4 separate regions of the Sus scrofa genome follow, and regions 1, 2 and 3 are each linked to region 4. The links are chromatin contacts, called in public HiChIP or PLAC-seq maps. All regions are on one chromosome and are shown on one strand. Each heading gives the region's core, a stretch centred on a gene start, on an enhancer-like site or on the middle of the called end of the contact. The rest is flanking DNA. Distances are from core to core; before and after follow the strand shown. Region 1 holds the start of CDK13 (cyclin-dependent kinase 13). Region 2 has its middle 74 kb from the start of CDK13. Region 3 has its middle 48 kb from the start of CDK13. Region 4 holds the start of YAE1D1 (yae1 domain-containing protein 1).

What was found. HiChIP or PLAC-seq counts read pairs in DNA pulled down with a chosen protein or histone mark.
Region 1: a contact with region 4 is called in an H3K27ac HiChIP or PLAC-seq map of alveolar macrophages. The contact joins the promoter of CDK13 here to the promoter of YAE1D1 in region 4. A contact is called at or near these places in 2 of 5 promoter capture datasets (fetal liver and liver), 1 of 47 Hi-C or Micro-C datasets (liver) and 1 of 2 datasets of contacts at active chromatin or transcription factors (alveolar macrophages).
Region 2: an H3K27ac HiChIP or PLAC-seq map of alveolar macrophages shows a contact between it and region 4. The contact joins the enhancer-like site here to the promoter of YAE1D1 in region 4. A contact is called at or near these places in 2 of 5 promoter capture datasets (fetal liver and liver), 19 of 47 Hi-C or Micro-C datasets (brain, embryonic fibroblasts, fetal heart ventricle and 10 more) and 2 of 2 datasets of contacts at active chromatin or transcription factors (alveolar macrophages and skeletal muscle).
Region 3: an H3K27ac HiChIP or PLAC-seq map of alveolar macrophages shows a contact between it and region 4. The contact joins the enhancer-like site here to the promoter of YAE1D1 in region 4. A contact is called at or near these places in 2 of 5 promoter capture datasets (fetal liver and liver), 17 of 47 Hi-C or Micro-C datasets (adipocytes, alveolar macrophages, blood and 9 more) and 2 of 2 datasets of contacts at active chromatin or transcription factors (alveolar macrophages and skeletal muscle).

Annotation. Positions count from the first base shown.
Region 1 is chr18:54,428,785-54,431,484 of Sscrofa11.1, forward strand. CDK13 (cyclin-dependent kinase 13) reads right to left here and starts at 1,276. Exons shown (of 15, transcript XM_021078845.1): 1 at 1-1,276. The coding sequence starts at 1,155.
Region 2 is chr18:54,502,544-54,505,243 of Sscrofa11.1, forward strand. No RefSeq gene overlaps it. Among named protein-coding and RNA genes, the nearest start is that of CDK13, 74 kb to the left of the region's middle. Within about 2 kb of position 1,413, at least 38 of the 83 cell types and tissues checked have an H3K27ac peak or open chromatin away from gene starts, as enhancers often do. A contact at or near this core is called in alveolar macrophages, fetal liver, liver and 5 more, where this site is marked.
Region 3 is chr18:54,476,978-54,479,677 of Sscrofa11.1, forward strand. No RefSeq gene overlaps it. Among named protein-coding and RNA genes, the nearest start is that of CDK13, 48 kb to the left of the region's middle. Within about 2 kb of position 1,399, at least 33 of the 83 cell types and tissues checked have an H3K27ac peak or open chromatin away from gene starts, as enhancers often do. A contact at or near this core is called in alveolar macrophages, embryonic fibroblasts, epiblast stem cells and 2 more, where this site is marked.
Region 4 is chr18:54,661,768-54,664,467 of Sscrofa11.1, forward strand. YAE1D1 (yae1 domain-containing protein 1) reads right to left here and starts at 1,440. Exons shown (of 4, transcript XM_003360217.5): 1 at 1,248-1,440. The coding sequence starts at 1,376.

The DNA.
Region 1 (2,700 bases), core at 26-2,525, 230 kb before region 4:
GGGGGACACGTCGCCGCCCCGCTCGTAGGAGCTGTGGCGGCTGTAGCTGGGGGAGCGGCGGCGGCTGTAGGGGCTCGGGGAGCGGGGCAGCCGCCGAGAGTAGGGGCTGCTGCCCCCTCCGGCCGGGCTGGGGGACTTGCGGCTCCGCAGGCTCTGCGAGGCCCTGTGGGACACCGGGCTGTCGTCCCGGCCTCCCAGCGGGCTCAGGGACCGCTGCCGCCGCCGGTAGGCCTTGGGCTCGGTCTTGTCCTCGCGGTAGGCCTTGGGCGGCTCCTTGTAGGCCGAGGGCGGCTCCTTGGACGACTTAGTCCGGCTGCGATGGGCCTTCAGGTCTCGGTCCTTGCGGCTGCTGCTGCTGCTGGACGTGGCCGAGGCGCTTTTCCGGCGGCCGCCGCTGCTGCTGCTGCTGCCGCTCTTGCCGGCCTCGGCCCGCTCCTCGCCGCCGTGGCCGTGGCGGCTGCGGGACTTGGAGGCCTCGCCGCCGCCCCGCTGCCCGTCCCGCCGCCGGTGCTCGCGGTGGCGCTCCTTGCTGCGGCCGCTGCTGCTGCGGCGGTCCCGGCGGGGCCTGCGCTCCGACCCCTCCCCGCGCCTCTGGGTGCCGGAGGAGGAGGCCGGACTGCCGCCGCTGCCCCCGGTTCCCCCGGCAGCCGTCGCCGCCGTTGCCGCGCTGGCCCCCCCCAGCAGCAGCCCCTGCTCGGACTGGGAGCTCACATCCTCGTACTCCACCAGCGGGGTCACACCCCCGCCGCTACTCGCACCGCCACCGCCGTCCTGCTGCGGCTGGGGCAGCGAGAAGACCCGACGCTTCTCCGCCTCCTGCCCGGCGCGGGGCCCGCGGCGCCGCTTCTGCCGCCCTCCTGCGCGCCTCTTGCCTCTCGCCAGCCGCTTGACCTCCAGAGGGGGGCCCGGGCTGAAGCAAGAGGAGGAGGCCGCGGCGGCGGCGGCTGCGGCGGCGGCCGTGCCGGGAGCAGCCAGGAAGAGCAGAGGCGGCGGGGGCGGCGGCGGTTGCAGGAGCTGCGGCTGCAGGAGCGGCAACAGCAGCGGCGGCTGCTGAGGGGACAGGAATCGCCTCCGCTTGCGGCGTTCCTCCAACTTCTTCTCCGCCCAGCTCAAGCCCCCGCCTCCCCCCAGCGCCGTGTCCGAGCTGCTCGGCATCGCCTAGGGCCCGCCGCAGAGCGCGGCGCGGGTGCGGCCTCCTCGCGGGTCAGATCCTGGCCATCTCCCCCGCCGGAAACGGGAACGGCGGCGGAGGGACACCGAGCACCGGGGCGGGCCGGCAGACGCGCCACGATAATCCGGGTCGGGACTCCGGTCCCCGGGCTCCAGGTCGCGGTGGGGTACGCAGCGGCCTCCGGGCCCGCGGGAAGCCGGAATCCGGGCGGAGGAGCTCCCGATCGTGCTCGCCGTCCTACCCTCCGCAGCAAAAACCCCGGCGGCGCCGGGCGCCGACCCGCGGGGGAGTCCGGAGTCCTCCAAGTGCCCCCGGGGTGGGGGAGCGGCCTCGGCCGCGCTCTCGGCTCGGGCAGCGCAACGCGGAAGTACCACCTTCGTCGCCGCTTCACTCCATCGCGCCCTGACGTCGGGTGCGAGTTCAGGGGAGGGAGTGGGCGAGACAACAACACGCCTCCGCCGCCTCCCCCTCCTCCTCCGCGTCGACGTCGTCCTCCTGTGGCGGCGGCGACACACGGCGGGCGCCTCGGAAGTGGCCTGGGCCTGACAACAACTCCCGGCCTAGGGCCTCGCGCACTCGGCGGCCCGCAGGGACGGGCGGCGGGGCGGGGCGAGGCGGGGGCGACCCGGCTGCGGCTCGCGGCTGGGGCGGCGAGTGTGCGGGGCTGGGCGGGGGGCTGTTTCCGGGGAGAAGGGGGCGGGGGGGCGTTTCTGAGTCTGGAGCGGTGGGTTTGGGCCCTGACTTTCTTCCTTCGCCACCGCCGGCAGAGGTGGCGGTGCTGCCCCTTTTCTCCGCTCCCCCCCCCTCCACGAGGAGGCTCCGGGTGTGCGCGGCCGGGCCCGGCTTGCTCCTCCCCTTCCCTCTCCGCTCCTCGTCAGGAGGAGGGAGGGTGCTGGGACTCGCTGGTTGGGCCCTAACCTCCACAACCCCTCCTTCTCGCCTCGCTCTTTCGGCCTTTCCCCCCCTCGGCCCTGACGCAAGGCCGGGGGCGCGCGCGCACGTCGCGCTCCGAGAAAACCAAAGGTGAGTGGCGTCAGGGGCAAAGGAGGCGGGAACAAAGTTGCCGCGCACCGGCGTGCTCGCTCCCGCCAAGCGACGGGGGTTCTGACCGGAAGTGACGTACTGGAGAGCGCTCCACTTCCGGCGAGGGTGGGACTCTGTGTGAAGAAGGGTTAAAGAAAGGAGAGGATGCGTGCGCCGCCCACTGCTGTCGCTGGAGCGTCTCGCAGTGATGGCACGCGGGTCGTGCCTGTTGCTTGCGTCCAGCGCGCCGTGCCGGCCCCGGATCTCCGCAGGCACCGCACCGCCTGCCTGTCGAAAGGTCACGGCTGGAGAAAGAATCTGGAGACTGAGGAGTAATGCCTTTAATGGCCTTCTGGGCTGGGTATTCACCACAGCGTCCACCCTCAGCCAAGCCCGGGGGTTGGAACAGCTGCCAGAGGGAAAGAGAGCACCCCGTAAAAGAGGGCGGAGGTGGCGTCAGCTTAAACTACCCGGTACACCCAGGTTCCAGGCCCCGTCTTAACCTA
Region 2 (2,700 bases), core at 163-2,662, 160 kb before region 4:
CTCAGCCCCACCCTTCCGTGCCGGGCCCTCTGGCTGCCCTGACCTCCAGCCCCGCCCAGCTGTCCCTCAGGGGAGGTCTGGGAGGAGCACCAGCCCCACCCCGGGGACCACTCCATCCCCGTTGCCTCCCTGGTCCCTACAGCTGGCTCACCCACCCTTCTCGTCCTGCCTGTTTGGCTCCTGAAAGCTGAGAATTCCCTGCCCCACAGGGAGAGAAGCTGACACCTCGTCCGGCCTGCAGAGCCCAGCCCAGACAGCTCCTTGGTGACAGCTTTCCCTACCCACCCCAGCCCCTTTCCAGGAGGGGTGAGCCGCTTCTTGCTCGGGGTTCCCGGGACCCCCTCGTGCTCAGGTCACAGCATCGCACCCCCCCCCCCCCCGTGTTATAGGTCGACGGACTCCTGAGACCTGTGTGGATTCCCAGTGTCTCTGTCTGTTCCTGGCCCAGGAGAGCGTCTGAGTGTTCATTGGATGGAAAGAATGTGTGCTTCCTCCTGACCACAGGCTCTGATCTGTGTTCATGCCTCTGGATTCCTAGTACGCAGGGCACCTGTGCCAGTGAGGGTGCCCGGCCAGCAAGGTGCACCAAAGCTTTGTCGCTGCCTCGTGCATCTTTCCTGGTTAGGCTGAACTATTGACCCCTCCCGAGCTCTGCCTTTTGGAAACAGCCGTGTCCTTAGACCTTTGGGCTCAGACCTAGGCTTTGCAAGTCTTGCTCATGTTGAGGTAACAGACCCCAGGCGGTTCTCGAGGAGACCCTGTAGCTTACCACCCACACTGGCGCACTTGGCGGAGTGAAGGGGGACGTCAGTAAGGGCGCTGATGCTGACCTTGGCCTCTGTCCACTGGTGCTGAATAGAAGTGCAGAGAAAAATAGCTGTATTGCTTGGCCAGGCAAAGGGGGACACAGCAGACGAGCGCCCTAAAGGCAGTGCCTGCTTTGGGAGAGAGTAGGAGGTGGTCTTATAGTTTGGAAGGAAAAGTAGGGCCACAGCTGAGGACTGGCTGGATGTCAGCTTTCGCGCTTCCAAGCTGGGCTCTGGTGGCCCCAGGGCTGGTTCTGGGGGTCCTCCCCTGTGCTTTCATTTGGTGGGGGTTTTAGTTCTGCAGAAGAACTTGCAGATCTTGTTATGCGTATTTTTGAGGAGGAACCAGGACGCTGCCCCACGGCTGCACTGTTGTTTTGGAGGCTTCCTCCCTGGTCTCTGCATCCGCTCCCTTCTCTCTAATGAGCAATTATTTGAACCTGGCCTTTGGAGCAGGGAGGGCCCTGGAGGCGGAAGCTTATTCCCTAAAAGCAAGAAATGGGGGACACAGAAAAGCTTGAGTGTCCAGGAGCCCCGCAAAGTCCGGGTTGTTTTCAGCACCAGGCTGACAGGGGAACTGAGAGGTGTGTCACCCCATCTCTGAGCCACGTGGGCGCTGGGCTTGACTAGAGGGTGGAGGGGCAGTTTGGTTTTGGTTTCGGTTTTGGTCGGGCCTGCAGCTTGTGGAAATTCTTGGGCCACAGCAGTGACAATGCTGGATCCTTGCCCCCCTGAGACACTGGGGAACTCCTCGGAGGAGCAGAGCAAGGGTCTCGTGTGTGAATTGGAGATTAGCACCTCCCATCTGCCTCCACATGGATTAAACCAGGAGCCACGGCAGCTGCTGAGCCTCAGCACCCCGCGTGGAGCTCAGGGTGGAGACCAGGAGTGAGACACTCTGGGCTCTGGGAAAACTGGCAGAACAGGCCTTCAGAGAGTCAGATTTTTTTTTTTTTTTTTTTTTTTTTTGCTTTTTAGGGCCACACCTGGCTCATATGGAAGTTCCCAGGCTAGGGGTCTAGGGGTCGAATTGGAGCTGTAGCTGCTGGCCTACGCCACAGCTGTAGCAACTTCAGATCCGAGCCCCATCTTCGACCTACACCACAGCTCATGGCAACGCCAGATCCTTAACCCACTGAGCGAGGCCAGGGATCAAACCCGCAACCTCATCATTCCTAGTCAGATTTGCTTCTGCTGCGCCACAATGGGAACTCCTAGTTAGCTATTTTTAGAAGATTTTAGGTGCCCAACTCTTGCATCGCCTCAAATCTAGAAAAGCGCTAAATGGCCTCGTCTGCTTCCCATGACTCGTCGCCACCCTCCCGACACCAGCAGCAAACTCTGTAAAAGGCAGGCGCCTCCCCCTCCCCTTCGTCACTCGCATCTTGCTGTGTCCCCTTTCCTCCTTGCGGGGGCATTTCAGAGCTGTCTGAATTGCTGCCGCCTGGGCTGCCCTCAAGCCCACAAAACAAAAGCTGTCCCAGTCCTCTGCGAGTGCAGCCACCTCCAGGTGAGCCCGCGACCCCGGGGGAACTCAGGAAGGACACCAAGGACACCTGCCAGCCAGCAGCCAGCAGCCGGCAACCTCTCCCCACAGGGAGCCCCGAGGAAACTGGGGCTGGGCAAGCACAGGACACCGGCCCAGACGGCCCAGGAGCCGCTCAGGGATGGGTGCAGGGAGCCCAGACCTTCGCACCTTCCCACACAGAGAAAAGCCCTGAGTTCCTCGAGAGCTCTGCTTTGCCTTGCTTTGCTTGCTTGCTTTTTCTTTCTTTCTTTTTTCTTTTTTTTTTTTTGTTTTTGTCTTTTTCGCCTTTTCTAGGGCCGATCCCATGGCATATGGAGGTTCCCAGGCTAGGGGTCTAATGGGAGCTGTAGACGCCAGCCTACACCA
Region 3 (2,700 bases), core at 149-2,648, 180 kb before region 4:
TGAGCTGTGGTATAGGTAGCAGCTGCAGCTTGGTTCTGGCGTTGCTGTGGCTGTGCTATAAACCTGAAGCTGCAGCTCCAATTCTACCCCTAGCCCTGGACCTTCCATATGCTGTAGGTGCATTGCTTTAAAAAAAAAAAAAAAAAGGCAAGATATTAAACTTGATATAATGTCAGCTAATCTACAGATCTCACTCAAATTTCACTAATTGTCCCAATAACACCTTTCACGAGAAAATAAATCGCAGAATGTGACTTGTGTTCTGTTAGTCTCTTGGCAATCACTGAATTCTCCAGCCGGTTAGAACATTTTGCAACCTTCCCCCACCCTGTCTCGTCCCAGGAATGTATTATAGCAGTAGCTCTCTCTCTATTTTTAAAATCTTTTTAGGGCCACACCTGGCATATGGAAGGTCCTTGGCTGGGGGTCGAATAGGAGCTGCACCTGCCAGCCTACACCACAGCACAGCCGTGTAGGATCCAAGCTGCATCTGTGACCTGTACCATAGCAACCCTGGATCCTTAACCCACTGAATGAGGCCAGAGATGGAACCCACATCCTCATGGATCCTAGTCAGGTTCATTAAGCCGAGTCAGGGCAGGAACTCCAGTAGCTCTGTTCTTATTCACATCCAATGAGAAAGAATAGGTCCAAGCCTCTCCGGGTGAACTCAATTTCTCGCAATAGAATCCTTATGTCCTGATTGGTCTGACGTGGTTCACGTGTTCTTCCTCGAACCAATGACCGCTGTCAGCTTCGCCTGGATCACCTACTTCTCCCCAAGAGCCGGGGTGGATTCAGGGTCCCCTGGAGCTTGTGGGCTCATCGTGTGGGAGGAGTGGTTCCCTAGAGCAAAATCGGGGTACTGTTACTACAGAGTAGAGCTAGATGAAAACAGCAGCAACAGCAACAAATGCCCAGTACAGTCTCCCCTTGATGGGTGTCCAACCTTCACTTCGGCACCAAAGCAGTAACCGTCTACTGAGCTCGGCCAAAGAAAACCTCTCTCAGGACCAGAGCACAGGTACCCTCCAACCGAAGTGTTCCTTTTCACGCAGCAAATATTTTAATCTCTCTTCTTTCATTCACAGCACAGAGATGCTCTGGTCCAGCTGCCACTTCTGTTTTGTTTTCGAACGTAATTAATTCTCACAACAGCTCCCCGCAGCAGCAGGAGATGGCACTCAGGACGGCTGTTCTCTTGCTCTCTGTGCGTCACCCACTCGGCCGGGCCTGCTTCCCTACCCCCCACCCACAGCCCTGGCGGTCCTACTCCCAGCCCCAGGCCCCAGCTAGAGCTCATTGCAATCCGAAGGGGGCGGGGGGGTAAGGGGCGGGCCCCTCTGCCGGTTTCCCTGGCAGCTGAGGAGCCAATCCGACTTCAATGCCGCGCAGACCTGGCCCTCGCCCGCCCCCCAGCAAGGTCCCGCCCATCTTCCGCCGCGGGCGGTGCAGCGCCGGCCGGGCCTCCGACGGGTAAGCTCCCCGTCCATTAATCCCTAAAGGGGTCTGTCGTGGACTCCGCGGTCTTTCTTTGCTCTTCGAGCTGTGCAGATGCAGCCCAACACCTATTCTTCCCTCTTTCGAAAAACATACGGTGTACTAAAAAAAAAATGATGTCTTTGAAATCATTTTACTAAGGAAATAAACTTAAACCCAAGGGTTTCTTTGTTCCAAGCCACAGGTCTTCTGGAATTGTGATCTTAAAACAAAGAAACTTATGTGCTATTTTTCCTCTCAGTGTCTTATAAAAAAAAACAAATCCGGAGAAGCTTGTCATTTTTCTGCCTTTTCTTTCTTCTAATAATATTTTTTTTTTTTTTTTTTTTTTTGCTTTCTAGGGCCACACCTGCGGCATATGGAGGTTCCCAGGCTAGGGATCTAATCGGAGTTGTAGCCGCCGGCCTACACCAGAGCCACAGCAATGCCAGATCCGAAACGAGTCTGCCACTACACCCCAGCTCCTGGCTGGGCCAGGACGGGAATTCCCTTCTGCCTTTTCAAATGACAGTTTTCATCTCTCCTGGAAGCTGGAGGGCTCGCCCTGTGGGGTGATGATTTGTCCCTGTTCACGTGTCTTCTGATTGTGCACTTGTACATTTTGCTGTCACAGAAGATCTTCAGTCAGTCTTGTTCCCCTGCTCTCAGCTCTGTTGTTGCCAAAACTCAGCCTCTGTCCATCGGCGCCTAATAGAAACGCAGGCGGAGGAATGAGCAGCTTTGATCGCTTTGGCAGGCGAAGGAGGTCACGGCGGACTAATGCCCTAAAGACTGTGCCCTCCTTCGGGAGAGAATAGGAGATGGTCTTACCGTTTGGGAGTGGGAACCAGGGCCACGGATAAGGATCAGGGTAGAGCAAATTTCATTCTTCCTTTAAAAATTTCCTTTAAGACTTTATTATTGCATTTGTTGTAAATTACACAGGGATATTTATTGTTACAGTGTTTTTCTTTTTTCTTTCTTTCTCATTCTTCTTCTAAGTTGGTGTTGAGTGGCCCTGGGACTGGTTGGGGTGGTCCTGGAGTGAAGAAGGCTTTGTCAGGTAGTCAGCGCCTTTCATTTGCTGGGGGTTTTACCTCCGCTACTCTTCTGTGCATCCCTAGAGGAGGAACTGGGACCTGCCCCAAGGCTGCCCTTTTGTTTCTTGGCTGTCCCTTTTCTGCTCCTCTTAGCTCTGAGGAGCAACTGCTTGATCCCACC
Region 4 (2,700 bases), core at 190-2,689:
TTTTCCCAATAAGTCAGAGACCCAATGTACAAAACTGATGAGATAGGCCTTACTGTGTTATCCTGCTTCTGTAACACATGGCATTGCCACCCACACAACCAGAGTAGACTATGCTTCTCATAAAAGTTTACTATTGGTTTTTCCCTTCTTGACGTCTAGACCCACTGGGCGCATTTACAGATACTGATTCTATATAGTTTAAAAAACTGTGTTAGCAATAGCTCCACAGAAAGTAAACATGAAGAATTAAGCGTCTGGTCCCTTGGCGACTGGATGGGTGTGGGTGGATGGGGCGGGGCAGTGAACAGGGCTACCGAGGTCTTGGAAGTGAAGTAGGGAAATAGGAAACTGGTTTAGCAAAAAGATGAGAGACTTGGTTTCGGAAATTTTGCTTGATCCCTACATTCAAATAACCTGCAAATTCTCTGTGGCAGGGATTCTGTCCTGCAAAGCACTCAAAAGATGCCCAACACATACTGGTCTAGGCTCAGCCTCACATACGGCATTTCTATTTCAGAGTATTTGCCAAGCAACTATTATTTTACTGAAACATTAAATAAGGGCAGATTTGATGGCAATTTAATGGCTGGCAAGGATATTAGGTGGAATGAACTTCATCATTTGGTACTCATCCCGAGCTGAGCTCCCAGCGCTTCGCCCGGAAACTGGGTGTGTGGTATTAAGCAGCGTCCCGGTGAATAGCAAGACAAATTAGAGACAGATAATTCACATTCAGTCACAACCCCCCCCCAACCCCACAATCACAGTCCCTTACCGGCCACCGGCATTCCACTCTCGCCTTCCCACACCGCCCTTCGACACCAGTCTCAGTTCAGTTTTTCCACCTGTCTCGGTGAACTCCCCTTCTACCTTTCGGGTGCCCCATCCCCCAAGCAACCCACGTACACTGTGCACGTGTCCTTCGACAGACGTCATTAGAACGGTGTATACTTTTCTCCCCCACCCCTTCCTCGCCGTCCCCAGCAAACCGAAGCGCTTCCAAGCCCAGAACGACTTTATTTCAGTCCGTCCCCAGCATCCCACGCAGCCCGCGGGCGCCCGCGGAGCGCGCACGCTTCCAGGTACCGCCCTGGGAAATGCTGGCAGGACGCGGACCGCGCTGAGCGGCAAAGGGTCGGGAGGGCAGCGCCGGGCCAGGCCCGGACTCGCCGGCCTCCTCGCTCGGGACCGCGCTTCCCCGCAACGCCCGGCACGGCAAGGGCCCCCCGCCCCCCACGCAGCTTTACTTTGACTCGTCTCTGCATGTGGCTCCGCCATTCCCGCTGCACCAGGAGCGTCTCGTCCGCTTCCTCGTCAAACACGTCCCCCTCCTCGCCAGGACCTGGGACCAGAGCTGCGGCTTGAATCCACGACATCACCGAGGGAGCCCCCGCGCGGCACGGCACCGGAAGCGCCGGCCACTCCTTCCGGCCCGGGGGCGGGGCGGAGGCTGCGAGCCGAGCCCGCGGGACCGTTGCGCGTGCGCGTGGGGGCGCACGACGTGCTCGCGGCGTCAGCGCTCTGCGCGCGCGTCCGGGACGGTCTGCGCTCCCGCCGGCGTTTGCCGCGCCGCTGCCTCGCTCGTGGGCGACGCGGCCTCCCCCGCCGTGGGGTCTGTCCGACCTCGGTGCCTGCGGAGGGCAGTGCCGACTCTCAGTGAGCCTGTCCGCTCCCGTCGCGGTCTCCGCCGGGGTCTGGGCGTGGGGACGCGCGAGTGGGCACCCGCGCAAGGTAGTCGGCTTCTGGGAGGCCGTTGGAGACTCCGCCGCCACCCCCCGCCCGGTGCTTCGCGGAGGTTGGAGCGCCCGATGCGCTTTAGTTGTTAGGAGCGTGGAGCCGAGGGTAACATAAAGTTGGATGCTACGGCATTTCGAGGTCCGTACATATAGAGTCCACTTTCAAAACGAAGTCCTTTTCTCGTTGCTTCACAGTATCCTCCGACGACCCCGTTCCTTCTCAAGTGCCGGAAAAGGAGCTTATTGGCTGGGTGAGGACTGGCACCTGTGCATCTCTGCGTTCTCAGCGCCGTCACTGTTCTGACCTGTAGCAGGTGTTGAAACATGTTAATGAATGGGCACCGGCAGGACTCCTGTTTTGCCCTTTACTGGCTCATGTAATGATGATTTATTTAGCTAACAGATACTCCTGAGGAACTGCCGTGTGCCAGGCACCTTTGTAGGCTATTGGGATACATCGTGAAGGACACAGACGAAAGTCCCAGCTTCGGTGGACTTTAATCTAGATTTGACAGAGAGTAAACACTAAGCGCTATAAAAGTAAATTATGGTCGTAATACATACATGCCATGAAAAAAAATTAAGAACAAGCAAAGTAAGGAGAATCATGATTATGTATGGGTGATACAGGTTATAACCTTAGGTGTTCACAGAGATTCTTTTGTATATATTTTTTGTATATATGAAAAAATATATGTGATGTACTCGTAGGTCCATGGAATATGTATAAAAACAGTCTATACTTTACCATAAAAAAAATACCGTAATAAACGACAAAGCAGATTTTACAGGTCATAGTCTTTGTAATCCAACAAAATTGGTATGAAATAATAAAAACTGCCCCAACAAGGTTAACTGTAATTTAAATATCATATTGGACATTAGAAACACCTCCCTAAATAACATTTGGATCAAAAAAGGAATAAAAATTAGAACAACATATTCAGTAAACAAATCAGAATAC